Linked DNA regions of Gossypium arboreum: all the other regions are linked to region 1. The links are chromatin contacts, called in public Hi-C maps. All regions are on one chromosome and are shown on one strand. The core of a region is the stretch at or near the end of the contact, and the rest is flanking DNA. Distances in the headings are between cores, read along the strand shown.

Region 1 (3,642 bases), core at 592-3,091:
CATAAATATTTCTAATAAATATTCATGAATAAATTTCACGGAAATAGTACTCAAGACTCAATTTCCGATACCGTAACTTTCGGTTCATTACAAATTCAGCAAGAAGTATAGGATTTTATTTACTTGGCAGCTTGAAGCATGCAATCTAAAAGTGGACCAAAAACAATTTAAGGAAAAACATAAAACTAACCAAAGATCTTATATAAGAAGGAAGGTGTTTAGGTTTACTCTCATACCCCCTAATAGAATCCAATTGCAACTTAGAAATATGCTAAAGCAACCTGATAACCTCATTCAAAAATGTGTGCCAAAGAAAATATATTTGGACATGAAACAACTATTTCAATAAGGTAATTAAGAATGAGGATTGCAAAACTTAATTTATTACTATTTCAAATAGTAACAATTGAAGGAGCATCTAAACTACAACACATATGATAAAGGATGTAAAATCTTCGATACAATAGATGGCATAGATAAATGAAGAAAAACACCGACCATGTATAAAATAAATTATAATTACTAACAATTTCGATCTCACAAAACATAAAACATGTATCACCTAAAAATGAACCTGTTTTCTTAGTTCAAATAACTTAATAATTTATAATCAAATTAATTTCCATGTGAAATACAAATGGCATGCTCATTACCTTGAAAACACCCCCAATCAAAACCTACATATTCATTTATAAAGCAATAGTTAATATAGGTAAGGCAAGATGACATCTAGACTTGACAGAAGAATTCTTCAGGATGCATAAGTTCTCATTAGTCATTACCAAAATTATAAAAGAAGGAAAAATGTAACCATATAGTTAACTAACCATAAAGGAAAAGAAATAAACAACACAAGAATGTGATGCATATATTTGATTAGTAACTTGTCCTATTCAATATCATAACATAATGAGCAATAAAATCCCTAGAATTGTGTTGAACATCATTTTTAAGCAACTCTTAAACGCGGTTTTAATCACTCTCTTACTCTAACCAAATACCCTTAACTACCCTAGAATTCATTACAATATCCAATCTTTATAACAAGACTAACCATAACATAGAGCAAAATTATATCTTCAAAGCACACAATGCAAAGTTAAAAAGAAAAAGCAAAAATCCTTGCACAAATTACAAACCACAAGAATGCAACATGTCCAGATGATAAACTTATAGAAATTACAAAACAAAATTATATCTTCAAAGCACAATCAAGCTTTCGAAACAAGAATTGATGTTCATACACAAGAGTTGTAGTACGATTGGACATATACCAAACGTATTTTCAAAGATGCTTTCTCATCTATAGCTACTAACTCTACTTATCTAATCGTCTCTTTTCTTCCTATCAGAGGTTTTTTTTAATCATTTTCGTCCTTTTTACTTCTTCTGTTATTTATTAATCAAAGATTCATTGTTGTTAATAAACTAAAGGATATGTGATCTCAACAAAATATAATTTAAGGAAAAATAAATAAAATAAAACTCTATAAGAAGTAAAAAAGAAAAAGAGAGATTTTGTTGAGACAAACAAATTTAGGGTGGAGCTTAAGAAAATGGAAACAAAAGAAACAAAAGAATAGTAATGAGGTTCAATTGGAAGTAATATGAAGATGGCGAGTGAATGCTTGATTTGTCGTTAATTAATAAGCTAATTTTTAGGGTTCACTTTGGAAAAAAAAGTCGAGGAAGAATGAAATAATTTGAAGTGAAGAGTGAAAACAATGTAGTTGAGAAGTTAAAAAAGGGAAAAAATGTAACTAGAGATAATATTGAATAGCTAATTCAGTTCCTAAATTTCTAAATTGTTATTACACACCATACGATAATAGAAATTTATTCCATTCGACTCGTATTGAGCAATTACAACAAACCAAACAATTGTTTATGATTAGCGCATTGAATAAGGACTACTACATCCAAGCAAAAATGCTAACAAAATAATTGAAATAAGCGATGGTACAGTCGGTGCAGGCATTTATGGATAAACAATTAAGAAATGGAATTTTCAAAAATCATCGGTAAGCTTTCTTTTGTTTTGTTTCTCCTTTATGAAATAAATATATATTAACAACTTCACCGTTCCTTTTAAGAGGACAGCTTTCAACTTTCAAGCCAGCTGTGCGGCTGTGGTTGCGGCGTCGCTCGTGAATGAACGTGATTTGAAGTTTTCAGGTTTGCATCACATTCTTTCCGACAACACTTTCATATTGGCAAAAAGAGAAAAACATATATTGTTTTTAAACAAAAAGTCTACAGAAATGAAAAATACTAAAAAAATAACACCCGTCTTTTTAGATTTTATTTCTTCTGGTTCGAAATAAAAATATCTATAGAAAATGATAAAATAGATTTTTTCTACACATGGTGACGATAGATGCGGACAGACCCACTCCTTTCGCAGCCTTCTTTTGTTTGTTTCTCTTTAATAAAATAAAAATTATATATACACACACAACTTCACCGTTCCTTTAAGAGGATACTGGACGGATAGATAGCTTTCTACTTTCAATCTAAGTAAAGGTGACTCTCTTTCTCTGTTTGGCCCCAATTGTGTGAATTTGCAATTGGCCACGTCTCAGTTTAACCCGTGTTGTTGAATTTCTTCAATTCCTAAATTTCAGAAATAACGTCTGATTTTGGATTCTGGTTGTAATCTATTTTAGTAAGAAATGGCGAGTCAGGGATTGTTCTCAGCGGCGAAGTCTATGAAATCTGTGAAACTCAAGTTTAGAATACCGTATTACACGGAATGGGGCCAAAGCTTGCTGGTATGCGGCTCCGAACCAACGCTTGGTTCATGGAACGTTAAGAAAGGGTTGTTGCTGAGCCCTGTTCATCAAGATGATCAACTCATATGGACTGCAACCATTTCAGTGCCATGTCAATTCAGTTGCGGCTACCGTTATTATGTGGTGGATGATGCCAAAAATGTACTGAGATGGGAGATGGGAAACGAGCGTCGGTTGTCAATACCTCACCTGCTTTCGGAGGGTCATACTCTCGAGCTTCGTGATCTTTGGCAGGTGCTACTTTCATTTGATTCATCCATCCTTTTCTTTTCGTTCATTCAATTGCTTTTCAGATCAATATTCTTCTTAAGCACTGTTTTTGCTCCCATTGTTGTGGAAGTACGTATATTACCGTATCTATATGAATAATATATTATTATTGTTGTTCATATTATTGTTGTTGAGTTCTAGATCTGCTGAGCAATAGACAGATAAGCTTATTCTCGTTCTTCTAGTGCAGATTGATATGACCTTTTACGTTTATACTGTACTAAGTTGTCTTCTGTTCTGCACTTGTGCGTGTCTGGAAGTCTTGAGGAAGCAAATAATTAATATGTAATTTGACATGAGAAGTTAATTCCAATGGCAACTTTCCTGTTAGTCTCCAATTTGCTTTGCTGCTTCTTGCAAAACTAAGCAAAAACTTAGAACAAAAGACTAATTTTCTGCATACTACATTCTGTAAATTCAATATAATTTATAGAGAAAGCATTCCACTAAATATGGTATGAAATTCCCTTAATTGATAGGTCCTTGATTCAAGGGATCTCTTCATTAAATTTTACATAACAAAAAAAAATCTTATTAAACTAGCTCCAAATCACTAATTGACAGCTCCAAGTTCCTTATG
Region 2 (3,642 bases), core at 415-2,914, 790 kb before region 1:
AGCTTTCACAAATACTTCAGGGAACCTGCCTTTATCACTAGGTACCAAGTCTTGAGCTTCAATGACATTCACCCTCACATACCAAAGCTTGGGGGAAAGATACACTTTTGATCGAATGTTTGTAACACCATCTGGGCCAACTGATGCAGCATCTGAATGCCACGCATCCGGAAATGCCTCATCTGCTTGAGTTCCCATCCAAACAGCCAGCATGAGTTCTCCCTTTGGTTTATTACCCTTTCGATCTTCCAATCTATACCACTGTGGCGCCAATGGGCTGTCGGGAGGAACCCTCTTCGGAATTTCATTGACATCGAACACAACCCTGCCAATTAAATCATCTACAACAACATCCTTGTCCTTCACAAACACTTCCAAAATAGAAGCTTGAATTCTTTCTTTTGAGAATCCAAATACTTGGTTCCATTCAGGATTGCTCTTCTTCTCGAAATGCTTAGTTACTCCCTTGTAGTTCCCAAGTTTAACCTCCACATAAGGATCACAGCTACCAGTGACATCTTTTCCAGGTAAATCCTTAGCCTTCACAACTCGAACGTACAGGTATTGCATTTGCTCCACAAGGTCATAGGTGCACGAAAGCTTATCACCGGTGACTGCCCCGGCCCCGATGTTGGGTGAGGTCTGCTTTAGGGCAAAGTCTACTGATTGTGGCGGCGGCTTCTGCATTTTGCTTTTAAACAACACTCAACAGTTGTGCAAGCAGCAGCTATGGTTATCAGAAAAATTAGAATTTCGATAATAATAAACAAATTTACAACTTAGTAGCTCCATTTGGTAGCCGAGCTAAAGGGAAGAAAACTAAGTAAAATAATAGCGAAACAGTTCATACGTACTTGTCAATAATCATTAGTAAAGAAGCATTCAATGCAGTTAACAATCAAAGAAGCGAACTTGAAGGCTCTTTAAACAATTTTCCCGGTTACCAAACAGCATTAAAATTGAAACATTTATCAGAATATACAGCAAAACAACCAAAACTGCGTTTTATACAAGAAGAAACAGACAGATCTAAAGCAAGAAAATCCGTTATCCCAAACACAAGAAAAAAAGAGGAGTTAACTACAAGCAAAAGAAAAAAATACGAACCATATATCACTGTCATGCATTATTGACATTTTACATGACTTAAAAGAGTGAAAAAACATAGTGTCAAAGTTAGAACAACAACTCAAACCAAACCTACGAAGACAAACATTTGAAATCAAAGCAGTCATTTAAAAGGAAAAAGAAAAAGAGTTGTACCTTTGTAAGAATGCAAGAAAAAGAACCAACTTTCTTTCTTCAAGGTGCAGAAATGGAAAATCTTTTATGTTTATATAACTTGGAAGAAAAAAAATACGAAACTAGTAAGAATAAGAACGGGGAGGTGTGGGAAGTGAGACTCAAAGATCTATAAAGTAATAAAAGAACACATAAAAAGTACAAAGTATCAACCTTTTCTCTTTTCACCATTTAATTTGATTCACCAAAAAGAAGAGCAAAGATGAAAACTAAAAAGATATATTAACAGGAGACATTTTATTTTGTATAAAAAACGTAGGGGTTGAAGCTTAAGATAAAACAAAGAAAGTCACACGTGGGAAGACTGTTGTCGGTTCCGGCACATGCGAGATGAAGGGTTGTTTTGTTTGTTTGTGTTGATGTTGGTGGACCTCGGACTCAGTGTTGTTGGCTCGCTCTTTTCACTGATTATTATTATATTGTTATTATTATGGTAAATCTACTATGTGAATGAAAAACCAACTTTAAAATTGATAAAAGTATAAATAAACTTTTAGTTGAATAGTAAAATATAAATATGAAAATTAAAAGGTATAGGTTTAAATCTTATTATATATGTATATTTTTTATTTTTATATGAAAATATAAAATAACAAAAAATTCTTAAAATCATACAATTTATTTTGAAAAATAATAATATTTTATTTTATTAATGTAATTGATATGCAATTAATCCGTTACACCAATTTAATTAAAATTTTTATTGTAGATACTTGAATTATGTCATGTAAGGATTGTCTCATGAGGTAGTGTTTCTATTTTGGAAGAGGATATTATTCACATTGGCATGGGTGGAAGCAGAATTTGAAGATTTAAATTTGAGTTTTGATTATTGAATGAAATTGATAGCAATTAGAAAATAAAATATAAATAGAATGGATGAAAGAATAAAATTAAAGAAAAGAATAAAATTAGAGAAAAGGATTATAGTGCAAATTTTACATTATAAAGTTCTTTTGCTCATTTTGCTGGAAGTATTTTTTTTTTGGGAAATATTATATGAGTGATATTGAATATGAGTCTTTGCATCTGAATATTTCGTGGAGATTGAACTTGGACTATACATTTTACATAGTTTCACTTGAACCTTTGACTTTTGGCTTGGATATTTTTTCTTTAGAAAAAAAAGAAGATGAAATGCACCCCCCGGTCATCCCCTACTAGCGGACTCTCACCATCTTTTTCCAGCCTTCTTTTCTTCATTTCCTTGTGTTTTTCTTCAAATCAATCATACATTTCAACCTCCCATATTAAGATTTCACTAAAACCACTTAGGAAATCACCTCCTAAACTCATTTCCCACATAAATCTCTCCATTTTTGATTTAGGATTAATGAAAAAAAAGTTGAAACTAGAAAAAGAAAATTTCAAATAAAGTAAGAAACGATGTTTCCATCATTCCTTTCTTTGATATTTGTGATTGATGCTTTTAGAAAGCTATGAGAGCTTGAATACTAATGCTTTTGTTGTATTTTGGATTTATGAGAAGAGGAATGGTGGAAATTGAACCCCCCAAGCTTGTATGAGGGAGGAGCTAAGGTGTAGAAAACTTAGTTTTGAGAATAAGTATATCCAAGAGATAAGTATCATTGGATTTGTTACCTTTCCCACTAATGATGTGATTATGGAATATGATCATTACTGAAATAAATGATTAAATAAATTATGTGTTAAAATGTGTGAAAATATGATTTGATGTGTTGTGATAAATGGGGAAGAGAAATGGTAACACTAATAACCTTAGTTTAATTTGTATAAAAATAAGATTGGTATTATGTTTTGAGAAAATAAATGTCATGGCATAAGTTATGATTGGAATGAACACACGTGTTAATATGTTTAATAAAGTAAAATGTTGAAAATATAAGATTAATATATGGCTAAGAGAAGTTTTTGTCAAATGTGATAAGTAAGATCTGTGAAAATGAGAACTCAAATGCTATGCAAATCATGAGATAATGAATTATTTAACAAGCCATATATGTAAAATGACCTATCGGTAATTTGGAAATACATGACATAAATTACCTGGAAAGTGTTATGGTGACATGGTCGCCTAATGATAAAATGAATAAGCGAATTAAGAAATAATAATAACTTGTGTTATATGTGAAACGAGATAATTTTCTAAGCATTCACATAATAATATGGGGCATTGTGTGGCAATACGGGTCATTTAGGTGACAATATGAATATGTATATATGATATTTGGGTGCCATTATGATTCAAGGAGGTATATGTGTTATATGAGACCAATTATGTTTTGAATCTTTTAATTGATTATAAAATGAATGTCCTTATGAGATTGGTAGATTAGTTAGGATACAATTGGCATGTCA
Region 3 (3,642 bases), core at 503-3,002, 540 kb before region 1:
CGAGGTAGTGAAATTTGTTGGATTTCTGTTCTTTGAAAGGAAAATGGTAGTCAAATTCAAGAGATCCTATGCAAAATAAATCCAAACTGGGAAAAAAGCTTGAGAGCCTCATTAAAGGGATAACGAACTAACTCACTTGCCCTAATAGTTAGAGCATACCAATATATCTCACCTTGAATGACATGCTTTGCTGCTTTTAGCAACTTTAGCGAGATATCTACCTGCATGGTTTAATTCATATGTAAGCAAATAACCAACAACGATAGACTAATGTTCATAATATTAATACCTTATAAAATTATCTCCCATTAGGAGTTGGAATCAAACCCTGGTCTCTTCCCTATTAATTTTCTAAGCCATCCTCTATATTGTAAAAATACAAGTTTCACATGAAAATTTACTTTAGACAGAGACAGACATATGTAAAGAGTTATACTATTGACTAAAATGTTAGATCAAAATGCAGATAAAGAATGAAGGTAGAAAAACAATTATAGAACTTGAAAATAATGACTAGAAATTATGAACATTCAAAGTTTGGGCTAGAAGTTATGTTTTCATGATTTGATGTGATCTGTTATCTACCAAAGTACCAAAACCACAAGAACACTCACCTTAAGATGATTTTTTTTGTCATTTTACAGATTCATTAAGGGTACTTATGAAAGCAATACCAAAGAAATATTTTCATCTTTTATGAATAACTGCTCATACATCGCTACATTTCATGAAGATATTTTTTAAAGAAAGAAATCAAAGCCAGTTCCCTCAAGGCATTGATTAGCAAGATCCACATCTGAATTCTACCACAACAGATGGTTGATCTCTATGTTTTCCTTTTTTTTCTTTTTTATTGTTACTTAGATGACTCGTATTACAAATTACATAAACGCAATGAAAGTTCAGGGATAAAATAATGTTGAAGAAATGGGAAAATAAAGAACCTGAACTTGGCCAGCCAAAACGACAGCAGTACCAATAAGAGAAGAATCCTGCACGATGTCGTTTAGACCTTGGTCTCCCCATTTACATTCCACTCCAGGAAAATGCTGTTTGGCTATCTCAACAGCTCCTCTCGAAGATTCCTTCTCGGTATGAACCACAACATCATTACTATTTCAAATACAGCAAAAAGAATACAAATATATATACATTTTCAAAATATTGAGTAAGAAGAAAGGGGAAAAAGAAACCTCTGAACGGCTCCAGATATATTTGAGGCAGAAGAGATGTGAGATCTCGGCGAGTCTCGGGATGTATTGAGTTTTTACAAATATTCCAGCCCCCAGAACCGCGATTTGTGGAAGGGTAGCCATTTTTGAAGGATCTTACTTTTTTAGCAAAAATTTAGATAGATCGACCTTTTACGATTTTGTTATGTGGGAGTTTGGAGTTTGAAGTTTGAAGTCGACTGCAACTGCAATGTGGTAAGAGGAAAAAAATGTGCTTGGAAGTTGAGCGAGACGCAGAAAATTCTAACACGAGCTACCAAAAACGAGCCTTCAGTGGGCTCACAAATATATTACCAGTTAGATTATCCCATAGAAAATCTGAACCACCAGACAAAAAGAAGAAAGAAAATTTTGAGCATAAAGCGGTATTTGCCGGTTCTAAGTAAAGAAAAAGATGGAGGCTTTTTGTTTTTTCTTGTTTTTATTTGGGAAAGAAAGAGAAGCTTTCCGTTTCTATTCCACAACAAAAGTTTTCCCTCAGCTTATGTGAATTCAGGTTGCATTTGTATTTTGTTTTTCTCAACTTCGATTAAAATTAAATTAACTGATCCAACTCATTTAATTTAGTTCACTCGTAAATCGATTAAAGATTCTTTAAAATTTCGATTAATAATTAATTAATTAAATTAATCGAACTTAATAAATAACATTATATATTAATGTATTAAACTATTATTAATTCTATTAATTCAGTCAAATATTGCTAATTTTTTTAATATATTTTATACCTTTTAATAGAAAAAAAAACATGTAAATTAGTTTTAGGATTTGAAAAATAGGGGTTTTCTTGATTAAGTGATGGAATTAATTTGTTACGAAGTCTAACTACTTATGCGAAAGCCAACCCAAGATAAACCTGATCATACAAGACATTATGTGATGAGTACTTTAACACTTTCAAGGAAGTGAAATTGAAGTTAAAGGTCTGCCTGTTTGATTGAAAATGGTTTCTAAAAAAGGATTTCTAGAAAACGACTTATTTTTCTTGAAAAGTTAATATTTTCTGATATTTAGATAAATCTGTACAAAATATTTTCTGTTGTTGGTAGATTTCTAAAATATTTCATAAAAACTGCTTTTAAATGAAACAAGCTTACATTTGAGAATTTATTATATTTTCATTGTTTAATTGAATTTATTTTATATCTATTAAATTTATATTTACATTATTGTTACATATATTGTAATGATTTATTTATAAATAAATACATCAAACTAAATATATAATGGTACTCAATTATTAAACTAGAGTAGTAATAGTTATAAATTGAAAACAACAAAAGCGGATAGATGATTCTTAATTGTGTTATAAAAAAATAAAAACAAAGATTGAATAATAATAAATTAGCTTCTAAATCACTATTAATACTACAAATCAATAATATTATCCAAGTGCATAATTAGTAATACACCACATGATAACTAAAATATTGTCCAAGTGCATAACTAGTATTACACCACATTAAAGCATCAACATCTTCAACCTTAAGAAAATTTTTGAAGCCAAATTTTTGTATGCTTCATACTTTTAACTAAGAAAGTTTTGGCCTCGGATTTATAACCTACAAGGTAATTAAACACACTACGAAAGAAGTCATTATCAAATCCTTCCACTTCCATGGACATCTCTTCTTCTTAAAGAAGTGGTGTTTTATCCATATTAAATTGTTCCAATGCATTAGCAATCTTACCAAGTTGTTTACCCGCAAATTTAATTTGTTCATCGACAACACTTTCTTAAGCATTTTTTTCTTTTATGTTTAGTTGTGCTAGATGAACATACTTTTGTTCTTACCTCCTCAACTTTCTCATTGTTGTAGTCTACAGGCACTGAATCTTAGTTACCATCATCCAAGTCTATGTCAGCAAATGTTCTAGCAAAACTTCCTATCGTCATATCTTTGCCAACAACCAAAGTCATTTCATCATAATGATCAACGCTTTTGCTCAAAAATGGTTCATACTTCTTGTATGCATGTTAGATATTATACACAACCAGAATAACAAGTAAAAACAACTGAAATATATTTAACATATATATACATATATTACCATCATTACTGCATCATATGTCGCTCTATCACATGTGATCATTTTCGTGTTATCATCCCATCCAAAACCACTTTCGCTCTATTAGATGATTTTTCACATGCTTAGCATCATATTGAACTTGGAATCTTTCAGAAATAGTTGTAGCAACTCGATTAAAAGAAATTGCTTTGAAAGTATTAGAAGACTTATTTCCTTTCTGGGCCTCCTCTGCTAGAATTTCGAGAAAAAGATATCCCTTTGATTTTGTCCACCTAAATTGCTTTATTGTCCCTTCTTTGTTGCCCTTACCCATTCTACATTCATAATTGATATTGTCAATAATTTCAAAATCCGACAAGCTAAAAACATAATAATTTCA

The links. Hi-C and Micro-C count contacts between places; a contact is called where the count stands out from the background.
Region 2: a contact with region 1 is called in a Hi-C map of leaf, with 2.6 times the contacts expected there. The contact joins the promoter of LOC108486465 here to the promoter of LOC108486139 in region 1. A contact is called at or near these places in 2 of 5 Hi-C or Micro-C datasets (both in leaf).
Region 3: a Hi-C map of leaf shows a contact between it and region 1, with 2.5 times the contacts expected there. The contact joins the promoter of LOC108486326 here to the promoter of LOC108486139 in region 1. A contact is called at or near these places in 2 of 5 Hi-C or Micro-C datasets (both in leaf).

The regions. Positions count from the first base shown.
Region 1 is chr6:85,080,518-85,084,159 of ASM2569848v2, reverse strand. LOC108486139 (4-alpha-glucanotransferase DPE2) reads left to right here and starts at 1,841. Exons shown (of 24, transcript XM_053030189.1): 1 at 1,841-2,021; 2 at 2,101-2,175; 3 at 2,667-3,026. The coding sequence starts at 2,673.
Region 2 is chr6:85,865,753-85,869,394 of ASM2569848v2, reverse strand. LOC108486465 (FT-interacting protein 3-like) reads right to left here and starts at 1,664. Exons shown (of 3, transcript XM_053029544.1): 1 at 1,456-1,664; 2 at 1,264-1,341; 3 at 1-691. The coding sequence starts at 687.
Region 3 is chr6:85,616,198-85,619,839 of ASM2569848v2, reverse strand. It overlaps LOC108486326, which reads right to left and starts at 1,752. Exons shown (of 12, transcript XM_017790323.2): 1 at 1,194-1,752; 2 at 945-1,085; 3 at 173-221. The coding sequence starts at 1,316.